2 separate regions of the Mus musculus genome follow, and region 2 is linked to region 1. Evidence: chromatin contacts called from public HiCAR-type data. All regions are on one chromosome and are shown on one strand. The core of a region is the stretch at or near the end of the contact, and the rest is flanking DNA. Distances in the headings are between cores, read along the strand shown.

Region 1 (6,036 bases), core at 934-3,433:
TTGTTGCTTGGGCTTGTCTTAGGAGAGTGGTTGGCACTGTGGGCAAGCAGAAGCCAGACTGCACCCTTGGCAGGAATGCCTAACTTGCATTGGAAGTGTCTCCTTTGAGTCATTTTAGACAAAAAGGGAAGTTCCTCTCTCTTTGGAATGTCAGTGGCAGGACACTGGGTTTTTTGTTTTGTGTTGTTTTTAAGATTTGTTTTATTTATTATGTATATAGCATTCTGTCTGCATCTATGCCTACAGGCCAGAAGAGTGCACCAGATCTCATTATGGATATGAGTCACTATGTGGTTGCTGGGAATTAAACTTGGGACCCCTGGAAGAGCAGCTAATGCTTTTAACCTATGAGCCATCTCTCCAAACCCAAGGCAGGACATTCTTTATCCAGTATGGCATTGCAGACCTGGTGAGACCCTTCTATTATGGTCCTATTCAGTTGTGAGGACAAAAGAAGTCTGTTTGTAGCTGTTGCAAACGATTTATTTGCTCTGGAACCCTGTCCCCGCTGCCTCTCTTTCCAGAAGAGGGAATACTTTCCTGTAGTGTGGCTTCCTCAAGATGACACCAGGTACACACATGGATTTTTCAAGAAGAGGACTTGCCTGGAGAGGGGACTAGCATCATGAAGAAGGATGCTGGAGCCCCAAGACTAGCATAAGTATTTATATGAATGGCTGGAAATACAGAGAGGAGGACAGGCGGCCATGAAAGGAAACTGGGCTATAAAGGTACACATTGCTTCTTCATAGTGCTAAGAAAGAATCCAGATCTGATCCACCTGTCATGGTCAATCAAACACACAGTCTCTTGAAGACAGTACTGGATGATGCTTTAAAGGCTGGCTCAAAGCAAAACAAGCCCAAACAAGAATAATCAACTAAGTAGATGGTTCTCCTGGTAAATATACAGTGTCCTTGGGAGAAGATGGCCTGTCCTGCGATTGCCACCACTGGCCCATTAGCATCCATCTGTCCTGTAGGGACTGGCTGCCACTGCTGTGTGCCACTATAAAAAGGACTTCTTTTCTGGGTGGGCTTCTGTTATCTTTAACCCAGAACTATCACTTGGAATGGCTTTAAATGAAACCAAAGATAGTGACTAAAGGAAATGACACTACAGTGGCTTCCATCTTCACAGGTCCGGTGAACATGGCTAAGGGGGCCAGGGATAGGGGCCTAGTGTGCAGACAGAAAGGAAGTGAAGGAAAATGGGAGCTGGGATGAAGCCACCAGCCCAGACTTCAATGCGCCCAGCCTGCATTAGGTGATGTTAGAGACAAAGGGACTGATGGAAGAGCGGACCCTTTGTCAGGCAAGGGGCAGATCAAGGATTTGGGTTTTGGCCTTGTGCCACTTTTAAGCTGATGATCAGAGGAACTGCATGTCATCTCCTCACAGGAGCCAAACAACTGCAGCAGAGGCAGGCTTTCCCTGCTCTCTCCCCACCTCCTGTACCCTCATCTTCAGGAGCCCCTTCCCAGCAGGGTTAGGATGTGCTTTTCATATTTGTACCAAGTTAAATAGAAACAGGGAGGCACCATTCAGGCCACACCATTATGATGCCACTCAACACGCAGTGTAGTCTTTGCATCCCAACATATTTGAAACGTCTCAGTTAACTATTGGGGACAATCTGGAAACCAAGGAGGACCCAGGCTTGTGCCTTCATAAGACAAGATCTAAATTCCACCTGCAAAAACACCTGAATGCTATGAACTAGAATCCCAAAGGAGATACCAGGTGTAGCAAAACCCAAGCCCAATTCTAAAGGCACCAGGAGGACAATAATAAGTAAGGCGCTTATAAATTCTAACATTATGAAGATGCACAGGACATAGTGGCACACAAGTGCGATCAGAGCCTGAGCCAGATAGGAGTCCCTGCTTTTGAATGAATGAATGAATGAATAGGTGACATAATTTTCTTGAGAATCTGGGGGTGAGGTGGGCACAATTACCCCAAATGATGGCTGAGCCAAGTCCTTTCTGTGGGAACTAACTGGCCTTTGTTGCAGCAATGACCTCTGTATTTGCCTCTGGCTTTTCTAGAGGGAGAAGCTGCTTTCTGGCCTTGTCCCTTTAAGAAGGACCTGGGAGTTTGGAGAAATGCCTCTTCCGCATTCCTTCTGAGCACCAGATCCTTGCCAAGCCCAGCTGCCAACATTCTGCAGCCCCGTGGGAGGGCAATGCACTCAACGTTGTAGAGCGGCTGCCATCTTGCACAGGGCTTTCTTGGGCTCTGCTACTTGTTTCTTCCTGTCATCATAGCCCGGCAGTGGTGCTGGTGGGAGACACTGCCCTAGCTCCAGCTCACTCTTTCTCAGCGTCCACCTTCACTCTCACCGCTTCGGAGAGGCTGGACTTCCTTACTAATAACGTTCTCTGCCAGGCACAAGGGACAAGAGTATACAAGAGTCTAGGTGTAGCGAAGGACGGCTCAATGTGGAGCAGGACTGCCACACAGGGGACCTTGGAAGATCTGTGGAGAGGGTTTTCTTGTATAGCAATGAGGGCAATGTAGTGGACCAGGAATGCCAGAAGCCTGCTTTTAAGGATTGTCCCTGCCTGGAAAACCATGGCACCATTCACTGGAAATTTATGAAAATAAAATCTGTTCAACTACCAGACATCAGAGGCCAAATCTACCTCACCTTTAAGCAGTCTAGTCTTCAGTGAAGCCACGAAGAATGCTCTTTTTTTGAAGCTTTATATCAGTGGTTTTCAGTCTTCCGAATGCTGTGACCCTTTAATACTGTCCCTCGTGTTGTGGTGACCCCAACCATAACATTATATTCACTGCTACTTCATAACTGTAATTTTGTTACTGTTATGAATTGTAATGTAAATACCTGCTATGCAGGAAATCTAATATGTGACCCCTGTGAAAGGGTTTTTTTCTCCCCTTCCAAGGCATTGTGGTCCACAGGTTGAGAAGCTCTGTTTTAAACAGTGGTCCACCCTTTGCAAAAAGTCCTAACACATGACATTCACAATCTTGGAGTCTGAGCCCTGGTCTGAATGTATTTTCATTTGTGGCTGAGTGTTGCTGATAATGTCTGCCTGTGACAGACATCCAAGTCAAATACATAAAATAGTAATTTAAAAAATTAAAAATTGGGAACTGAAAAAAAAACCTTAACCCACTGATAAATACACTTTTTTATTTTATTTTTTACTTTTAATAGAAACTAAAAACAAAAACAAAACCAAGCAAGCAGCAAAGCTGCTGCAATGGATGAGTGTGCAAACCTGTGTGCAGGGTTCTCTGTTAGCCACGCCCCCTCCCCCATGCCCTAGAGAAGAGTCAGGCAGGAAAGGAAGTCCAGACGGCCACATGGTTGATGAGTTTATTAGGAATTCATCCTTCCCTTTCGAGGAAGCAACACTGTATGAGTGGATGTGATTACACGTTGCTTAGAATGCCCTCAGAGCTGAAACCCTGTGGCAATAGTTACATATTCGTTGACTGAAAGACGTTATAGTGACAAGGTACAAAAAAAAAATAATAAGCATGCAGCCCTTTATTTAGTTTTGCCAAGTCTCTGCTTATAGCTCCATATGTTACATGGCTGTGTTATACAAATACAGTTATCTACAAAACCACCCTAACTGTGCAAACTTGTTGCTTTTTAAAAATGTATGGATAGTCCCATTTCTGCCCATCCCAATATAGACTCTTAAGCATGCATACAAATTAACTTTGGTGTGGGAAAACTACTCTATGTGCTGTCACAGATAGTATTTTGATGTTTATTTATATTTGTATATTTACAAAAGTTCCTCAGTGTACAGAACCATACAGAAGTGTACATTTTAAAATCCACAATGCAATGGTATGAATTACCAGGTCTAAGAAAACATAAAAGGGGGTCAGACAGTGCAAAGAAAACAGCTACAGAATACTCAGATGTTTTGTCTTTAAAAAAAAAAAAGGAAGAAGAAAATGAAAAGAAAACAAAGAAAAAAATGAGCTGGCTTGCGCTAGCGAATTATCATACAAACTTTTGCTGGCAGTGCAGGAGTTTTGCTGAATTTCTTTCTACGACTGTAGAAGCTCATTGGCTTAAAGGCTAGCACGCTACTTTCAAATGTACAATGCTGTAGTATCAAAATGTTTTGGCAAAAAAGATTTTGAAAGGAACCATGAAGTTTTGACAAAAATAGAAATCTGTAATAAAGCTAAATAACACTAAAATAAAAGAAAATATCATAATATATGCTTTACAATTTATATAGTCACGCTTGCGTATTTATTTCTCTGTTTGCCTCTAGTCTCTGTAATGAAAAATATTTTTATACAAAACATACTAAAATTCTGGAATCATACATGTTTTACATGCATAGTACAGTCAGCTTGTCTCACACATGTCTTCACTCTCATCATACTCTCTCTTTTTATAGCACATGCTTTCTTCATGTAATAGGTATCGAATCTAGACAGTAAACACTATGCAATTACAACAGCAACAGAGTGGAAAAAAAACAAGCTTTACTGCAGCTACCAACTCAGTACTTAGCACATACTCTGCATGAAGCCTTGAACGATACAGCAATATGATACATTCTCTTATGAAAACACTTGTTCCAGATTGCTGAAAATTAAAAACAAGGATGCAATTCCACCTTGTGCCTAATAGGATCTGGCCTTTAAGACGTTTCTTTTGCTGTGGATGGGGTGGCTTTGCTTGAACTTCCATTCTGTGCTTTGTAGCTGGCGAGGCTAGGAGTATGGATGGTCCTGATGCCCCTGGCACCTTGATTCAGGGAGGTGGGGGAGGCAGGGGAAGGAGGGGATGAGGAGGAAGAGGTAGTAGGGGCAGCTCGGCCATTTTGAGTCTGCAGTGCGAACGAAAGGTGATGATGGCCTTTACCTGCGTGAGGTGGGCTCTGAAACTTTAAGGAGCCATTAGAGACAGAAGGGATGAGGGAAGCGGAGTGAGCGGACCGTCCTGCTTGGGGGCTGAGAGGGGTAGAAGCAATCGATGGTTTAGTAGCAGGTGCATTGGGGAGGTTAGAGCTGTCCCCACTAGCGGAAGGCAGAGAACTGCTTTTCCCAGAGCTGGGAGAAAGGGCTGGAATCTTAGAAGCAGGTAAGGAGGGGGAAGTAGGCTTACAGTCCCCACCAGCTTTCTTAGCACTTCCATTAGCCTGCAAACAAAGATGGTGGGAGACACTCTGTCAGAAAGCCAGCAACACGATCAACCCATAGGAGCTGGCAACACAGCCCTTCTGAGCATCATTTAGTAAAAGAAAAACAACGTTCAGTTGGAGGCCTGAGCTAAGTTTTATCTGGACTGGGCTGAAACCACCCCGTGCACATAGCAATGGAGGTTCAGAAACGACAGAAAGGAAGATGGCACATCATCATTCCACAGCCCACCCCACTGCCAGCCGGCCATGCATGGGGATTGTCACAAGGGTGGGGAGTGTGAGTGTGGGAGAGTTAATGTGACCGAATGCAATGCAGTCAACACAGATGTTAGTAGCGACGACTTAAGAGTAGTCATCAGCGACAGATTGGTTTGTCTCTTGTTTCCCAAGAGGATTTGATGACACACTACATTCACCACAGAAGCCGCCACTGGTCTGGCACCGTGTGTTAACAGTTAAAATCTGAAGTCACAAAGTAAAAGATGTTTTATTGTAAGCATGCAAGAGGGTGGTGAGAAGTTTAATACAGGATCTTTTAGACTTTTTCCATGCCCCTAGATCCAGGATGTTTACATAAACAATCTCTCGCAAAGAAAACACAGTATTTGGTAGAAACTAAGTCAACGACTGGCTTCTTAACTGCAATAATGTCCATCCAAAATTGGGTTTAAGGTAAAACTACCTGACGGTATTGGCGGGGATCCTGTAGTTTGGACTGCTTGCTGGCCTTATCCAGGCTTCCGGGTCTGTTCTTGGAAGTCATGGGGACTGGCATCCGGCTTGTCTGTGGGGTGGTGCTGGAGCCCTGTGGGAGAACCAGTGAGAGGGGAGACAGAGAGAAGAAGGTAAGTGAATTGGGTTTGAGACCGCCCTACTGTGTGCAG
Region 2 (6,350 bases), core at 2,687-5,186, 1.1 Mb before region 1:
AGTAGTCAGAATCTTCTGGAAGCTGAGCTTCATCCATTGTATTATATTAATTATAAGAGCTGTAGAAGATGTGACAGAATTTGGAATGCATGACTATGGGGCCCTTCAGTGCTCTGAGCACTGGGGTATTCTTAAGGGACCATATGTGCTACTCTCTGAAATTAGGGCACAGCCCTAATATGTGGGAGGTGTGACAATGGCTCTGATATGATGTCTATATCTTAATTCTAGAGCCTGTGGAAACTTATTTTTCGTGGTAAAGGGAATTTTGCAGAGTGAGTTAGTATAAGGAACTTGAGAGGGATTCAGTCCTGGTCATTTGGGTAGGGCTAGTATGGTCAGAAGCATCCCTATAAGAGGAAGAGAGGGGCAGAAGTGCTAGTGTGAGAAGATGTGACAGGTGACGGAGGCAGTGAATAGAATGATGAGACTGTGAACCAATGAATACAGCCAGCTAGGTGGCCTCAACATCTTCCCCAGTGACTCCAGAAGGAATTCAGTGCTATGAACAATTTGACTCAACCCCATAAAGAAATGTAAGACAAACTTGTATCATTTTATATGATTCTGTAACCGATACCTATATCTCAAATTGTGGACTTCTAAACTCAGAGTTAGGCCAGAGCCCAAAACCTCAGGCATCCTCTGCAATCAGCCGTGGACCCTGAGCCCACTTAGCCTAACTCATGTGCTCTGCAAGGGGCTTTTACTTTCCATTTGGGGAATGAGTGTAAGGAGCATGAGATTAATGTGATCTAATTGTCTGATCTTTCATGTCATCTAATTAATCAAACCAGAGCAGACTGGCCTGTGATCTACTTGATCTGATTATGAGACTTAATTGATTGATTAATTTAGAAAACTAATTCATAATGATCCACTAATGGCTTCCACAGTGCACAAATGAATTGCCTCATTAGGAAAATATTTTCTAAGCCTTTTCCTTTTCTTTCCTCTTTCAAAACTTTGGGTTGGAAGTTTAGAAAAAGACAGCCAGAAATCTTGCTGTTTTGATTTTGGGTACTGGAGAATGGAAAGTAACCTTTCAACTTAGTGTTGGGAAGATGCAGTCAGGAGAGGAAAGACGATCGAGTTCCCACTGGTTAGCAGCGGAGCAAACAGCTGAGTCAGGATGACCAGGCCCGAGCTCTGTGAGTTCTGAAGATTCCTATTTGAAGTGTCTCCTGGGATAGAAGTGTATAAGCATTGTGTGCATGAGTTGATGGGCTGTGCATATGCAGCAAGCATTCTGCCTGAAGTGGCCTGACACATAGGGGTCTGCCTAAGTAAGTGCTGTAAGACCATGACTGCCTGTTCTGGGATGCTTATCCTATCCTGGGACACCAGTTGCTGACCTCTGAGCATGTGGCTGAAGATGACTCAGTGTCTGATGCAGAGAATGCAGGCAGCACATGCTAATGAGGTGGTAGTAATGGTGCTGGTCCCATAAGTCAATGAAGCAAAGGCTTCCTGACTGATGTCATGTGGTTCACTGACAGCCCTTTCTTCTCCCTTTTCTTTTCTCTTTCTTTGTTATCATTTTCTTTCACTATTTCCTTATCTCTTTCAAGAAAATTGTTAACTTTCAAAGTATTTCAGGTTTAGGTGTTGGGGTGATGGGGCAGACCTGTAATTCTAGTACTTGGAAAGCTAAGGAAGGAGGATCCTGAGTTCTAGGCCAGACTGGGTCTAGAGTGAGACTGTCACAAACAAACAAACAAACAAACAAAAATGTATTTTAGATTTAAAATATGCCAAGTACCCATGATCCTCAGAGGATCTTTACAATAAAGGGTTTTCAACAAAGTTTTCTTGGAGTTAGTCACAAGGCTAGACTGTCTGAAATGAAACTTTGCAAAGGCCTTCCTAGATTGTTCTTGGTGTATAAATGGAATTTCAGGAAATTCTATTCCCTAATGTAACCTTCCTTAAATGTATCTGTGATGTAAGAGTATCAGCCATCACAATATGTAGGCCCTGGCTTCCAATGGCATACCACCATGATGCTGCCCAATTGCTTCAATCCAGTTCATCAGAGACATAGTTATCTCACCTATTTCTAGAATGACCAGCTTTCCAGAAGTCTCTCCCTGGTGTCTGTAGGCCAGCCTGGCTGCCCAGGTTATGGCTTTCTCAGTACAGTCTTCACAGACCTTACAGAATTAAAAAGATTCAAGGATCACAGCATCTTTGTAAAACCCTAGTCCATGTGTCTGCATGACTCTTTTTAGAATCTATCTGCAATAGATAAATGGTACTGGTTTGGTCAGCAACTCAGTCACTGAGATAAGTAATTGCTGTAGATATAGAGAAAGCTGTACTGGAAATGTGAATGATTTGTATTCAGTAGTGATTATAACTAGTTTACCAAGCATTTTCTTTTCACTATGTTCAAAACCTTTACAAGTAAAGCCAGACCCCAGTGTCTATGTGCTCTGCATCTATGAATCTACTCAAATATTAAACAAAATTTAAATAAAATTGCATTTCTAGTTTGTATGTGCAGATTTCTTATCACTATTCCCTAAACAATATTGTAGTGTATCTACTTATGTGGCATTTCCATTATATTGACTATTATAAGCAGTTGTGGAGGTGATTTAAAGCCTGTGTGTAAATGTTCACATCTTATATTCAAATACAATGCCATCTATGTAAGGTACTTGGGCACCCATGCATTTGCATATCATAGGAGGATCATGGGAGAATCTCTCACAGATAACGAGGGACACTGTATCAACTTACATGATGAGGAAACTGAAACTTGAGGGTTGGTGACCTGCCTCCTGCTTCTTAGAGATGTGAGTGATAAGCCTGGAATTAAGTACACAACCAGAGAGATCCTAAGAACACATACTCCCAACAGTCCAAAACATGGAAACCCACACAAATGACTCTATTAGATACCTATTTCTGTTTAACTGAGACTCCCGGAATGTGCTGGCTTGAGATGACAATTTATTTTCTGTGGATTGAGGTTCCAGCTGTAGCTCAGCCGGAGCCTCTGGCTTTTGTTCCCTCATTAGAGAGAAGTGAAGCCACCAGCAGAAAAACTGGGTCATCCTGAGGCAAAACTGGGATCAGAGCCTCTCTTCAATTCTTGTCATGTGGGTACTATCATAGCTGCCTGACTGTCCTCATGGAGTGGCAGTCAGGGATTCTAGTGACAGGGTATTGGGAGACACAAAATTTAAAACCCACTTTTTAGTTGCACCTCATTGTAAAAGTGGCATCCCATCATTGTTGCTGTATTTTTGTCTTCTGAAGCAAACTGGTGAGGCCAGGCTGTGTTGAAGGAAGAGGGGGATTCACTGAGAGTGCCGAAGAGGCTGCCTGTCTCAGAACGTTTGGAAATTGGAAAAATCAAAATGTGCAACAGAGGTAAGCTTCAAGTCTAAATTGTCAGAGCCATTTCCCCCACATTTACCTGTGGAAATGCTTGTTTTGTTTCATGAATGAAAATAAGCTTAAGTTTACACCTTTATTAAAACCTAGAGAAAGAACTGCCTTTGCTCGGGTGTCTTTAAATGCCCCTACTGTGTTGGGGAATTGCTCCACTAGTTGTGACAAGGACCCCTTCTTCCTGAAGATGAAGCAATAACAAAGGGCATTGCTCTCTCTCTCTAGTCTCTCCCAAGCGGTCCATCTTTCTGGCAGCTGCTGCCCCTTACAGTTCAGCAGCCCCTCACGCCCCTGCCATTTTCCACAGTGCAACACTGAAGCTAGGTCAGGCTGCTCTTTCATTAAAATTCCCCACAAATACAGCACTGTCGATTCCAAAACGGTTTTCCAGGCCTGGTCAGTCAGTAAGAAAGCCCGAAGAGCCTTGGAGGTTGCCATGGCAACCGCCAACCCAGAAAGGCAAGGAGGACAAGCAGGCTAAATTGGCTGCCTGGGGAAGCGGGCGGGGGTGTCCAGTTTTGGAGCCAGGAGCCAGACTGGGATGCTTCCTGCATACAGAATAGCCTGGAGGAACAGGGAAGTGGGTGTCTTTGAAAGCAGGTCAGAGGGGGAAGCCAGAAGGGACCAGTGTCTGCAGCTAGTCCATGCGTTCCCAGGGTATTAGAATCAGGGCTGGCTCTCTGTGCTCCAACCTCCGCCACCCCACCTCAACCGCCATATCTTCGGCATGTGCCATTCATGTAACACCTCATATAAGCAATTCCTCCCAACAAGGACACGAAACAGGAGATGGTGTAAGTGGCATGCACTCCGCTTTCCTCTGAGAAGAGAAGAGCGGTGTTTTCTAGAGTCCACTGCTCCACTGTCTTGCGCTTTCTCTCTTTGCCGCTCCCTCCACTCTTCCATCCCTCACCCTCCCACCCCTCCTCACCCCCTGCCTTTGCTCTTTCTCCATTTAATGTAATCTAAATAATTTTTCTTTCTTAAAAGATGTCTGCTGCCACCTGCTGGAAAATCTTATTCTTTGCAGATAAAATTGCAAACAACTGAGCTGAGAAAACAAGATACTGTAGAAAGTACCTACAGCATTTTGCTCCAACTCATTAGCTACTAAATACAAGGTTATTTGTTGTGTTCTGTTTCCACTCCTAGGCCCTCAGTGTTTTGGTGATGTCTTCAGACCTCCTGGAGATAGAGAGATCCTAAAATCCATGCGTCGGGTCGGTGGGCGGGTGGGGGGGGGGGGAAGATGCAGATGCCTCCTTGTCTTTCAGAATCTCCCAAATTGACTGAACATTACTCTTGCGTCCTCACGTTCTAACAGCCTCTCCCCCATCTCCTTCATCCACATTTTGTTCTGTCAAGGAAGGTCATTACAACCCACATTTATTTTATAAAGAATGCCAATTTGTTTCGCCTCTTGTTGGAATAGAGTCTTTTTACAGTCACTTAAAAATAGAAATCCAATATTATAATTTTGATATGCCAACTTCACAACCTAATCACTACATTTAGAACTAAAAGTTCCTCCAACTGTCACCTAAGGAAAAGGTCACCATACAAAGTGGCAAATTTCAAAAGAAAAATAGCCCACTACCGAACAGTTTTTATGTGCATACAAACCTCAGGTCATGTATTGTACACGACACCAAACTCCGATAGCTTTGAATGGTTTATTTCACATGAATTTCCTTCGCCTAATAAAACAGGTATTCCTTGCTAGCTGAGGGGGGTAGAGGGGGGTGGGAATTGGGGGAGTAAGAATGAGGGGGTAGAGGGGAAGGACAGCTTTTAACGCTGCAGCATGATGATTTAGATTTAGCCTTGTTCACCCACAATCTTTGCTCCAAGAACTATCTGGGTGCTTGCTGAGATCCATGACAGAGCCATGTTATCCTAGAACATGGTCTAGTTCAGTACTACGGTGAGAACAGTCCAAGAAATCCACAGATCCAGGGAGGATGAGGAAGTTCAAGATGAGATTTTTTTTTGTGTGAGTATTGGATGCTGCAAGAATTCCAGATTTTTTTTTTTCTCTTGCTTGGATCTGTTCCTTTGGATTCGATCAGTTGGTTGCTCACCAATAACTGGGACTCCTTAGAGACGCCTATGGTAGAGTACCAAGTGTCCTTCAAATCCAGCCCCCAGCAATATTTCCCAGAGGTGAAGCTTTGTGACCTTCAGGAAGTGTCAGGTATCATTTTAAAATGTGGGCCATCAGATGAGGGTTGCCCCTGCTGCCAACCTGAGGTTGGCACCAGCTAGAACCTTGGGTCATTCCATGCTACTGTTTTTTTGTTTGCTTGTTTGTTTGTTTTGAAGGTCTGTGGTTGGGACTCAGATTGGTTTTCTAATCCCTTCCCATGATGATCTGAAAAGTAGTCTCAATGGGAGGAAGCCTCCACATATATCAAGCCAGTCCATATCTCTGAGATTGCTTCTTCATACTAATGAAGGGATTTGTTTCCACCAGTGTCTCCATGCTGTTTGACTTACTTCACTATTGCATGGCAAACCACATGCTACCTCGGTGGCATGAGTCAGTAACAATACACAGTGTCTCACCAGTAGCTCTTCCTTTCCCGTGATTGGCTGGAGTTATGGAATGTCTAGGAGGTTCAAAATGACCTAACTGAGTGAGAGACCTGCTGGCTGCTGGCTGGGAGCTTAGCTGGGCTGGGTTGACAGGGTCTACCACTCCATTCAGGGAGACATTGTCATGCCTCTGTAGGGCTTCCTCTCAACAGGGAAGAAGGGAATGAAAAGAAAATGGCAGGATCAGGTAGCTACTACACATGTGCATTTATCCCAAGTCCTTTGTGTTTTCCTCAGGTCTACATGATGAGAACTGAAACATTAAAGCTGGATTAACTGAACACAACTTTTTTGATTGTAGTGGGTGGAGATGATAGAGCCCTGAGATTTAAATAATCTAGGTGATATTTCAA

What was found. HiCAR-type assays count read pairs that join an accessible place to other places.
Region 2: a contact with region 1 is called in a HiCAR-type map of astrocytes, with 3 times the contacts expected there. The contact joins two enhancer-like sites. A contact is called at or near these places in 2 of 484 Hi-C or Micro-C datasets (cortical neurons and ventricular fibroblasts) and 1 of 115 datasets of contacts at active chromatin or transcription factors (astrocytes).

What each region holds. Positions count from the first base shown.
Region 1 is chr2:20,807,823-20,813,858 of GRCm38.p6, reverse strand. It overlaps Etl4 (enhancer trap locus 4), which reads right to left. Exons shown (of 22, transcript NM_001081006.1): 21 at 5,835-5,957; 22 at 3,324-5,149. The coding sequence ends at 4,649. Among named protein-coding and RNA genes, the nearest start is that of Arhgap21, 160 kb to the left of the region's middle. Within about 2 kb of position 2,183, at least 6 of the 459 cell types and tissues checked have an H3K27ac peak or open chromatin away from gene starts, as enhancers often do. A contact at or near this core is called in astrocytes, where this site is marked.
Region 2 is chr2:21,915,992-21,922,341 of GRCm38.p6, reverse strand. Gm39767 (a long non-coding RNA gene) reads left to right here. Exons shown (of 6, transcript XR_866004.1): 4 at 3,268-3,381. Among named protein-coding and RNA genes, the nearest start is that of Gm39767, 45 kb to the left of the region's middle. Within about 2 kb of position 3,936, at least 113 of the 459 cell types and tissues checked have an H3K27ac peak or open chromatin away from gene starts, as enhancers often do. A contact at or near this core is called in astrocytes, where this site is marked.